Regions from separate parts of the Sus scrofa genome. Here regions 1 and 3 are each linked to region 2. A link is a contact called in public Hi-C data. All regions are on one chromosome and are shown on one strand. Each heading gives the region's core, a stretch centred on a gene start, on an enhancer-like site or on the middle of the called end of the contact. The rest is flanking DNA. Distances are from core to core; before and after follow the strand shown. Region 1 overlaps ABLIM3 (actin-binding LIM protein 3). Region 2 holds the start of ARHGEF37 (rho guanine nucleotide exchange factor 37). Region 3 holds the start of SLC26A2 (sulfate transporter).

Evidence for each region. A called contact is a pair of places that touch in the nucleus more often than the background predicts.
Region 1: a contact with region 2 is called in a Hi-C map of retroperitoneal adipose tissue, with 2.1 times the contacts expected there. The contact joins the enhancer-like site here to the promoter of ARHGEF37 in region 2. A contact is called at or near these places in 6 of 47 Hi-C or Micro-C datasets (embryonic fibroblasts, heart right ventricle, mesenteric adipose tissue and 3 more).
Region 3: a Hi-C map of liver shows a contact between it and region 2, with 5 times the contacts expected there. The contact joins the promoter of SLC26A2 here to the promoter of ARHGEF37 in region 2. A contact is called at or near these places in 1 of 47 Hi-C or Micro-C datasets (liver) and 1 of 2 datasets of contacts at active chromatin or transcription factors (alveolar macrophages).

The regions. Positions count from the first base shown.
Region 1 is chr2:150,289,835-150,292,534 of Sscrofa11.1, forward strand. All of the region lies in intron 1 of ABLIM3 (actin-binding LIM protein 3), which reads left to right. Among named protein-coding and RNA genes, the nearest start is that of ABLIM3, 31 kb to the left of the region's middle. Within about 2 kb of position 1,432, at least 4 of the 83 cell types and tissues checked have an H3K27ac peak or open chromatin away from gene starts, as enhancers often do. A contact at or near this core is called in retroperitoneal adipose tissue, where this site is marked.
Region 2 is chr2:150,661,017-150,663,856 of Sscrofa11.1, forward strand. ARHGEF37 (rho guanine nucleotide exchange factor 37) reads left to right here and starts at 1,454. Exons shown (of 13, transcript XM_003124090.6): 1 at 1,454-1,530. CSNK1A1 (casein kinase I) reads right to left here and starts at 1,415. Exons shown (of 10, transcript XM_003124088.3): 1 at 707-1,415; 2 at 37-143. The coding sequence starts at 829.
Region 3 is chr2:150,995,597-150,998,296 of Sscrofa11.1, forward strand. It overlaps SLC26A2 (sulfate transporter), which reads left to right and starts at 1,272. Exons shown (of 4, transcript XM_021085016.1): 1 at 1,272-1,353.

The sequences.
Region 1 (2,700 bases), core at 182-2,681, 370 kb before region 2:
AAAGGGAGAATTTGACAGTATAACAATGTTTTATGGACACTCTTACTCAGTACAGCTGAGTGGACGGACACACCAGGAATTACTTGGTGGCCCGAGCTGGGACGTGAGAGTAAACCTGGAAGCCAGGTCTTCTGATTCGCAGTCCTTTTCTCCTGCGCGGGACAGCCCTGGACCTCCCAGCTGTGTCGCTGGGAAGAGCTGTTTGGCACCTTAACAACCAGCAGAGACACGCGTCCTCCTCAGGGCCGCGGGGACCTGGTGGAAGATCCTGTTCAGAGACAGAGTTTTGGTCTTAAAGAGCCAAGTGAACAAAGAGGGACGAGAGCCAAGTTTGGGGGACGAGGGCCTGGGGGTTCATGCAGTGGGTGAGCCCTGAGGAGAGCTCCGTCCACGCCGTCTGGGAGGCTTTTGCTCCACCCACTAGTTAATGTCCTCTCTGGGGTCCCTTAGCGAGCGGGTCACGGAGGCCTCTCTAGGGAAGCGGCTATTCAGTGAAGACGTGGGGGGTGAGAAGGTTCCAGCTTTGCTAAGAAACAGGAGAAAAGCCAACCAGGTACAGGTAGGAGCACGTGTGCCCTTTTCCCGAGATGGAAAAGCTCACGGACAGGCCAAGGGCCTCTGTGCAGGGCGCCCAAGGAGGCGCTAGCTAAGGTGGCCCCTGAGTGACTGATCTGGGCTCAGAGGACGCCTCCCAGGAAAGCAGGAGGCCTGAGGGAACCTTAAGGAGATGCCTGGCTGTGTGCAAGGTCAGCCCAGCAGAGGAAGGCACCGCCAGCCGAGCTGCAGGCGGGAGCTGAGCTCTTGGTGGAGAGAACGACGAGTCAGGGGGGCCCCCCTCGAGACTGGATGCACCCACACAGCAGCTCGGCCCAGAGCAGGCTGTCTCCCTCGGGACCGGCAGGCCCGGGTCCGGCTCTCCCTCTCCCAGGTTCCGTCCGGGGCTGGCTCCAGCCCAGCTCCTGGCTCCTGCTGGCGCGGTGGCGGCAGGAAGCAGGTTCAGGCTGCGGTCGGATGTGATGGGAGCGAGGCCTCGGAGAACCCCGCCGTGCGACCGTCTGCCCGAGGCTCCCCTGCTGCCGACACTGTGGCCCCAACACTCTGATCTCAAAGCCAGGCCCTTTGTTCCCCCCCACCAGAAGCTTCCCAAAGACCTCAGGAACCCCTTTGATTTTTGTAAACGTTTCTCTGCAGAACAATGTGTGGAACCAGAGGAAAAGCACGGCCCCATCGCAACACTGTCTCGGCCAGAAAAACAGGCCTGCGTCCTGCCAATTGCACGGAGGCGAGGGGTCCCCCAGGACGAGGAGAGGTGCAGACGTGGCGTTAGGAGGCCACACACGTGCCCTGGCCGGAGGACCGCTCTTCCCTGGGGATCGGGACTTCAGCTCAGACCGGTGGGGCCCCCACGGGACCAAGCGTCCCTGGACCAGCCTAGATCATGGTCGGACCTTCTGCCGGACGCAGCCCCACACACTCAGAGGCTTAGAACCAAGACCATGAGGGTGAAGGGACGCTCAGGACTCAGTTGTCCATCTTCCATTTGTAAACGTGGAAACTCAGGCCCAGAGAGGGGCCCCTCTCAGGTCCGCCGCGTTGTTCCGAGACAGTGAAGGGTGTGGACACGGACACGATGCTAGGTTGGCATCTGTCATTGCTGTTGGTTTTCCCAGTGAGGTGGGTACCGCCCTCATCTCTGCCTTACACGCTAAGCTGTGGCCTGGAGACGTTAAGTCAGTCACCTAAGGCCACGCAGCTGTGAAGCGTAGAGCCGGGCCTCTAATCGGGACCATTTTATCCTGCTGCGTCGGGACAGCAAGCAGGGCCTCTGACCTCCCGGCCCAGCAGGGCCCCTTCCACCCCAGGTCGCAGGTCCTGGACGAGGTTCTGTTTACACCCTGCTCAGCTCCTCCGCGAAGACGCCCCTGCAGACACATCGCTTGGCCGGGCCCGCCCCGACTCTGACCTGCGGTTCTCCTTTGCCACTAGCCCCATGCCCCCAGCCCTGCTCCCAGTCACAATGCTGATGCCGCCCTCTTCGGCCTCAGCTCCAGCGTCGCCTGCTGGGGCAGACGCCCCCCCTTCATGCCCCGAGTGCCCCTCTCCCCTGGCTTTGCGGATTATAACCCTAAGTGTGTGTTTACCCATGGCCTCCCCCCCCCACCTTTCCTGGCCACCGTGGTGCCTGGCAAGGAAGAAAGAACAAGCAGAAGTTGCTGGAGCTCCCGCTGCGGCGCCGTGGGATCGGCAGCGTCTCTGCAGCGCCGGGACACAGGTTCAAAGGACCCAGGCTTGCAGCAGCTGTGGTGTAGGTCCCAACTGTGGCTCAGGTCTGATCCCTGGCCCAGGAACTCCATAGACCAGGGGGTGGCAAAAAAAAAAAAAAAAAAAAAAAAAAAAAAAAAAAAGTTGTTGATTCAGTAAATGAATGAATCAACTAAAAAACAAAGCTATGCCTTAGTTCTTCAAATAAATTTCTGCCCAAGTCTCTCACATCACATGCCTGTCCAAATGATTTTGTTACACCCACACAATCCAAAAGCTGACCTGATCCAAGGGCTTGATAATTAGGGGTGTGCCCTTCCAGGCCTTTCTCCATGCATCCCAGGTCTGAGTATGTGTAGGACCTATGTAGGAGCCTGTTGGTAGAAAAATGATGGAACTATTTGATATATTTTGTATATTCCGTGGTTCTCTGTATTT
Region 2 (2,840 bases), core at 204-2,703:
CCCCGGGAGGAGCGCCGTCTGCCCACGGACTCTTACCGTATGTGGGGGATGCCGACCCCACCTTGAAGAATCTTATAGAGTTTGCTCTCGTACAGCAACTGGGGATGCCTGGCCTTCTGAGATTCTAGCTTCACTGCCACTTCCTGCGGGGGAGAGGGAATGATGCCATCAACATCCTTACGGACTCAATGTCACTCGGAAAGGACGGGGCGACGTGAGCAAAGCCCCAACTCTCCCGGCAGTAGAGCCAGGAGGAGAAAGCTCTCTTTGTAATTACAAAACGAGGCATCCAGCCTCAAAGGCCTCTTCAGGGGGCAGTGACGAAAGCGGCACGTCCTCTAAAGTGCAGGAAAATGATTCATCCAGAAAACGTAAAGAGAGGTCCTGAAGAAGCCAGGCGATCGGAAGCTGCGCTAATTGGAACAAGAACCCCAGGAGAATTCAATAGGGAGAGAGCGAAGCATAGGGATTCTGCCGTTCTCACCTTAGAGGATGGGTTTAAAAGTCCGAGTAAGGTGGGAAACTCCACAGTACCCCAACGTCTGCCTCGCTTCTTTCCCTTTTAGGGAAGGACAGCGGTGGAGGTTCCCAGGCCGGGAGAGCCGGCTCCCTCTGGACTTCCCGGGGCGCGCGCGCGGGGGGCAAAGGCCCGAGCCGCTGGGGGGGGGGGGCAGGCGCGGTCGGGAACCCCACCCCGGGGGATTACCTCGCCGTTGGTGATGTTGATCGCCAGGTAAATGTCCCCGAAGGAGCCAGAGCCGATCTTCCGCACCAGTTTGTACTTCCCTCCGACAATGAACTCGGCCTTGGAGCCGCTGCTGCTCGCCATCCTGGGAGAAGATGGAGGCTGGGGCCAAGCCCCGACACCTCTAGGGGACGACGGAGGCCTCTAGCGCTCGTCCGCGGAGCGCGGCAGGAACCGGGGGGCGCTGGCTCCTTCTCGGCGCTACAGGCCCGGAACCGGCCAGGCGGACCCGGATCTCCGCGGCTGTCAGGCTTCCTCCGGCCAGGCCGCAGGCTGCCGAGGCGGTGCTCGCGGTTGCCGGGCCGGGCCACTTGTTCCTGGCGGCCGCCGCTGCCTCGCTCTCGCGGCGACGTCGCCGGCTGGAAAAGGGGCGCGGTGAGTTAGGGCGGCGATCCCGCTGCCCCCGCTGCCGCCAGCTCCCGCCCGGAGGGACCCCTGTCACTCCGCCGACGCCGCCATCTTGTTGCTCCGGCTCCAGCCAACACAAAATGCCCCCAGTCCCCGGGAGCCGCTTCTTCACGGCGCGGAGCACGCTGGGAAAGGGATCGCGGGCGCCAGCCCCGAGGGTCGACGGCGAGAGGGAGGGCGGAACCGGATCCGTGAGAGTCGCGGCCCACGCTCCGAGCGTCCCCCGTCACCGCCCAAGCGCGCAGGCGCACTGCCGCGCCGCGGACTGCGCAGGCGTGCCGCGCCCGCCCCGCGCCCCGCCCCGCGCCCGCTTCCACTTCCGGTCGCCCGCTGCTCCTCCGCGGCTGCCTGTTAGTCACCTCAGACCCGCCTGCTCGGTGAGGGGCCGCGCGGCCCAGGCCTCGAGACGTGTTAGGGAGGAGTCACTGCAGTGCTCGTGGGAGGGGATGCGTCAGGCCTCCCGGGGAGTTGGGTACCGACCTTTGCTCTTGGTCGGAGGCGGTTTTCACCCTTTCGCTCTTTGCGGGGCTCCGGCCGATCTCCGCTGTGGCGGAGCTGTCGCCTCCGGTGGAGAGCGGGAGACGAGCAGCCGCGCTCGGGGCTCCCGCGGCGCAGCCCGGCGGCTCTGGCCGCCCAGGGTTTCGGAGGGCTGGAGGCCCGCTCTCCCCTCCCGGGAAGAGGGGCGCAGGCGCCAGCCCTGCTGCTCTGGGGCTTCGGGTTGCTTCCCGCTGACGCTGTTTGATCCCGGAGGAAAACCCCAATATCCAAGTCATGGGTAGTGGCACGTACGTGGTCGATAGAAAGTAAGATCTGCAGCCGGGGGAAAACGAAAGTTATCCCCCTCCCAAATGCCTTGAAACACCCTATCCTGGTCGTGTGGGAAAATGAGCTGTTGACCCCAGAAACACAGGATAAAAATGACCATTAGACCATAAGATTGGCAGCGTTTAAAACTCTACACAGTAAAAACTTTTACTGAAATTGGACAGGAGTTCCCGTGGTGGCGCAGCCGAAACGAATCCGAGTAGGAACTATGAGGTTATGAGGTTGCGAGTTTGATCCCTGGCCTCGCTCAGTGGGTTAAGGATCCGGCGTGGCTGTGGTGCAGGCCGGCAGCTACAGCTCCGATCGACCCCTAGCCTGCGAACCTCCACATGCAACAGGTCCGGCCCTAAAACAAACAAAAACATTGAACAGAGTCACCTCTTGACCACATTTTGGGTTACAAAATTTGACCTCAGACGGTTGGGCTTAGTGGTGATGATCCCAGGAGAAATGTCCATGTTGCTGTCATCTGCAGTCTGAGTCAAACGCTGACGAATGAGTGAATCAAAGCCTCAGTTGTGAAAGTGCAAAAGCGGCATTATTTTACTATCCCAAGTAAAAGAATGTCATTAAAACAGGAAAAAAATGTACCTCAACTGCAACTTTGAAAGCTGATCAAGTAGTTAGTAATGGAGTTCATCCTGAAAGATATCTTGACTAGGATTTCTCCATGTTACTTTATTTCTGGCTTAAATATTTGTATTCATAAAGCTTTAACCTAAATGTCTTGAATTTGAGAACAGAGGGAAAGAGACTTCTAAGGTTTAAGGTGAAGTTTTGAGGTGCTAACAAAACCCAGGCCCCCTGACCCCCAAAAGGACAGTCTTCACTGGTGACTCCAAAGTGTGTCCGACCTAGTTAA
Region 3 (2,700 bases), core at 22-2,521, 330 kb after region 2:
AGGATATGCCAGGAAGTGAGGGGCTGGGCCCAGCCAAGCCAAGGGTGGGCGGGCGTTTAGGCTGAGACAGGAAAGCCGAGTAGAAACCATGTACTGACAGTGTTCAGTCCAGAAAGAGAACAAGCTTGGCAAGAAAAGGAGGCCAGGAGGATGGAGAGGAACAAGGGAGGGCGAGATCCGAGGTGAGAAGTAGGGCTGGGGCCCCAGCAGTCAGGGTTTTGAGGGCATAGGGAGAAGTTTGCTATTATCTATGAACGTCAAGGAAGGTCACGGAGGGTTTTAAATGAGGACTGTAATTACATTTCATGCATATGGTTTTCCTTTCACTGCCGCACCTGTGCCATAGGAAAGTTCCCCGAGTTGGGGTTCTAACCAGAGCTGCAGCTGCAGCCTCTGCCACAGCCACGGCAACGCCGGATCCCAGGGGCCTCTGAGACGTACGCCAGAGCTAGTGGACAACGTAAGAGCTGCAACCCACTGAGCAAGGCCAGGGTGCCAAACCTGCAAACTCACAGGGCAACAGCTGGGTCCTTCACCCACTGAGCGGAGGGGAATAACTCATTTTTATATTTTCCTTTACAACTTTAAAAGAGCCTCTGGCCAAACAGGACTTTCGGTGGCGCGTAAACTACGCAGGAGCAACAAAAGCCGGTAACTTTCTAGCTGACTTTTTCCCATTCCGAGCCTCGCTGTCTCTACAAAGCGCGATGGGTGGGAGGGAACGGAGTCCGAAGGAGTTAGAGATAAGGACGATGACCCTGGCAAACGCCCGCTTACTGCCCTCAGTTGAGCATTTCCCCAACGCCCCCCCTCGGCGTACTGCTTCTTTGCCATCCCCTCCGCTTCAGGCGGAGAACAGGCGGAGAACAGGCGGAGAACAGGCGGAGCACCCGTGACCTGCCTGCTTCGAAGATGACTCACAGATACGCAGAGCGGAGGACAAAGCCCCTAAAAACCCGGACGCGTGGCTCCCTCTGCACAGGGCAGCCAATCGTGAGGAGGAGAGCGGCCAGGGGGCGGCACCCCCGCCAGTCCGGCCGCGTCATTGGCCGGCGGCCGCATCGCTCTTCTGCGGGATCCGGTGACTGCGCATGCGGGGATTCCGCCCGGCGCCTTCCGCCGCTCTCGGCGGGCACCTGCGGGCTTCGCCGCCGCGCTCCCCTCCCTCGCCGGGACCGGCCGGCCCCGCCTTCTGCAGGGGCCGGGCGATGGGCGGACGAGGGGACCGGCCGCTTAAAAGCGAGGCACGGCCGGGCGTGGGCTGCCTCTGCCCGCGTCACCGAGTCAGCTCGGTCCCGCCAGGCGGAGGACGCGCCTGGGAGCGAGGGCGCGCGAGGTGCCCGGACCCCAGAGGTGAGCAGCGGGGAGCGGCCTCGAGACGCGGGGAGAGAGCGGTGCCAACCTCCGCGCGGTTAGCTGTGTCCCGGGCGCGGTGGGAGGAAGCCCGCACCAGGGGTCGCCCGCACCAAGGGTCGCCGCGGGCGCGGTGGCCGGGCTTGGGAGGGGGCGTGCGTGGGGCTGCGTCCTTGGTCCGCAGGGTGGAGGCGGGTCTAGCGTCGGAACCCGGTCCCCACCTCTTGGGGTGATCCCGACCACCCTCCTGCGGCTGAGGGCTGCCCACCCCCAGCCGCCCATCATTCCGGGTCCCCGCACCTTCCCTAGTGCTCATCGCGGACCTGGATACCTGGGAGCAGGACCGGGGAGCTAAGAGACGCCCCCAGCGCCTTAGACACATGGGGGAACCGAGGCTGCAGCGGAGAGAGGACTTGATTATCTTGGTTTTAAAAAGCGGCACTCCTGGCTAAGTGCAAATCAGGACCTGCGCTTCTTTGAGACTCATAGCCTAAGTTGAAATTATTTCGCTGGATGGGTGGAGACCCCGAGAGGACACGGAGAGGACCAGAGCCTGGCCTGAAGTCAGAACCGGAGTCACTCGCAGGGCTAAGACTTGGACCCCCCTCTACCAAACTCATAAATTATCAGGCGGGGCCCCTTCCTCGCAAAGACCAGGGACCGCAGTGTGTTGGAAACATTAGGGAGGTAAACTCCTCCCGGACACCCCTTCTAGTGCCCTTTTGTCCTCCTTGTCGCTGGGGCTCTTGGTGTGAAATCTGGAACTGATGTGACATCCAGCATTGGATTCAGCAGAAGTCTTGTCCTAAAAGGTCAGTCAGTGGAAGTTCCTGTTGTGGCTCAGCGGTATCAAGCCCGACTAGTATCCACGAGGATGCGTTTCAATCCCTGGCCTCTCTCAGTGGGTTAAGGATCCGGCGTTGCCGTGGTGTGGTGTAGGCAGGCAGCTGCAACTCCCATTTGACTCAGCCTGGAAACTTCCATATGGCACAGGTGTGGCGGTAAAAAGCACAATACTTCCATCTTTAGATTATTTTGTCAGAGTCCTCACTGAACAACTGAAAAGTCCAAGCGCTTGAGCCTGGGCACTGATAAACCCCATTTCATACCATCTGCATCCTCAAGACACCGTTTCACAAACTTAGTCTCTTGCCAACTCTTCATCATCCACCCTTTATGTTTTATTAAGGACCTGGTGTCGTGTAATCTTGCTCAAGTGTAAGAATGAGCTCAAATCCTCCCTTCGGCGAGTTCCTGTTGGGGAGCAGCAGAAGTGAAGCTGACTAGTGCCCGTGAGGATGTGCTTTTGATCCCTGGCCTCCCTCCAGTGGGTCGGGGAACCCGCGT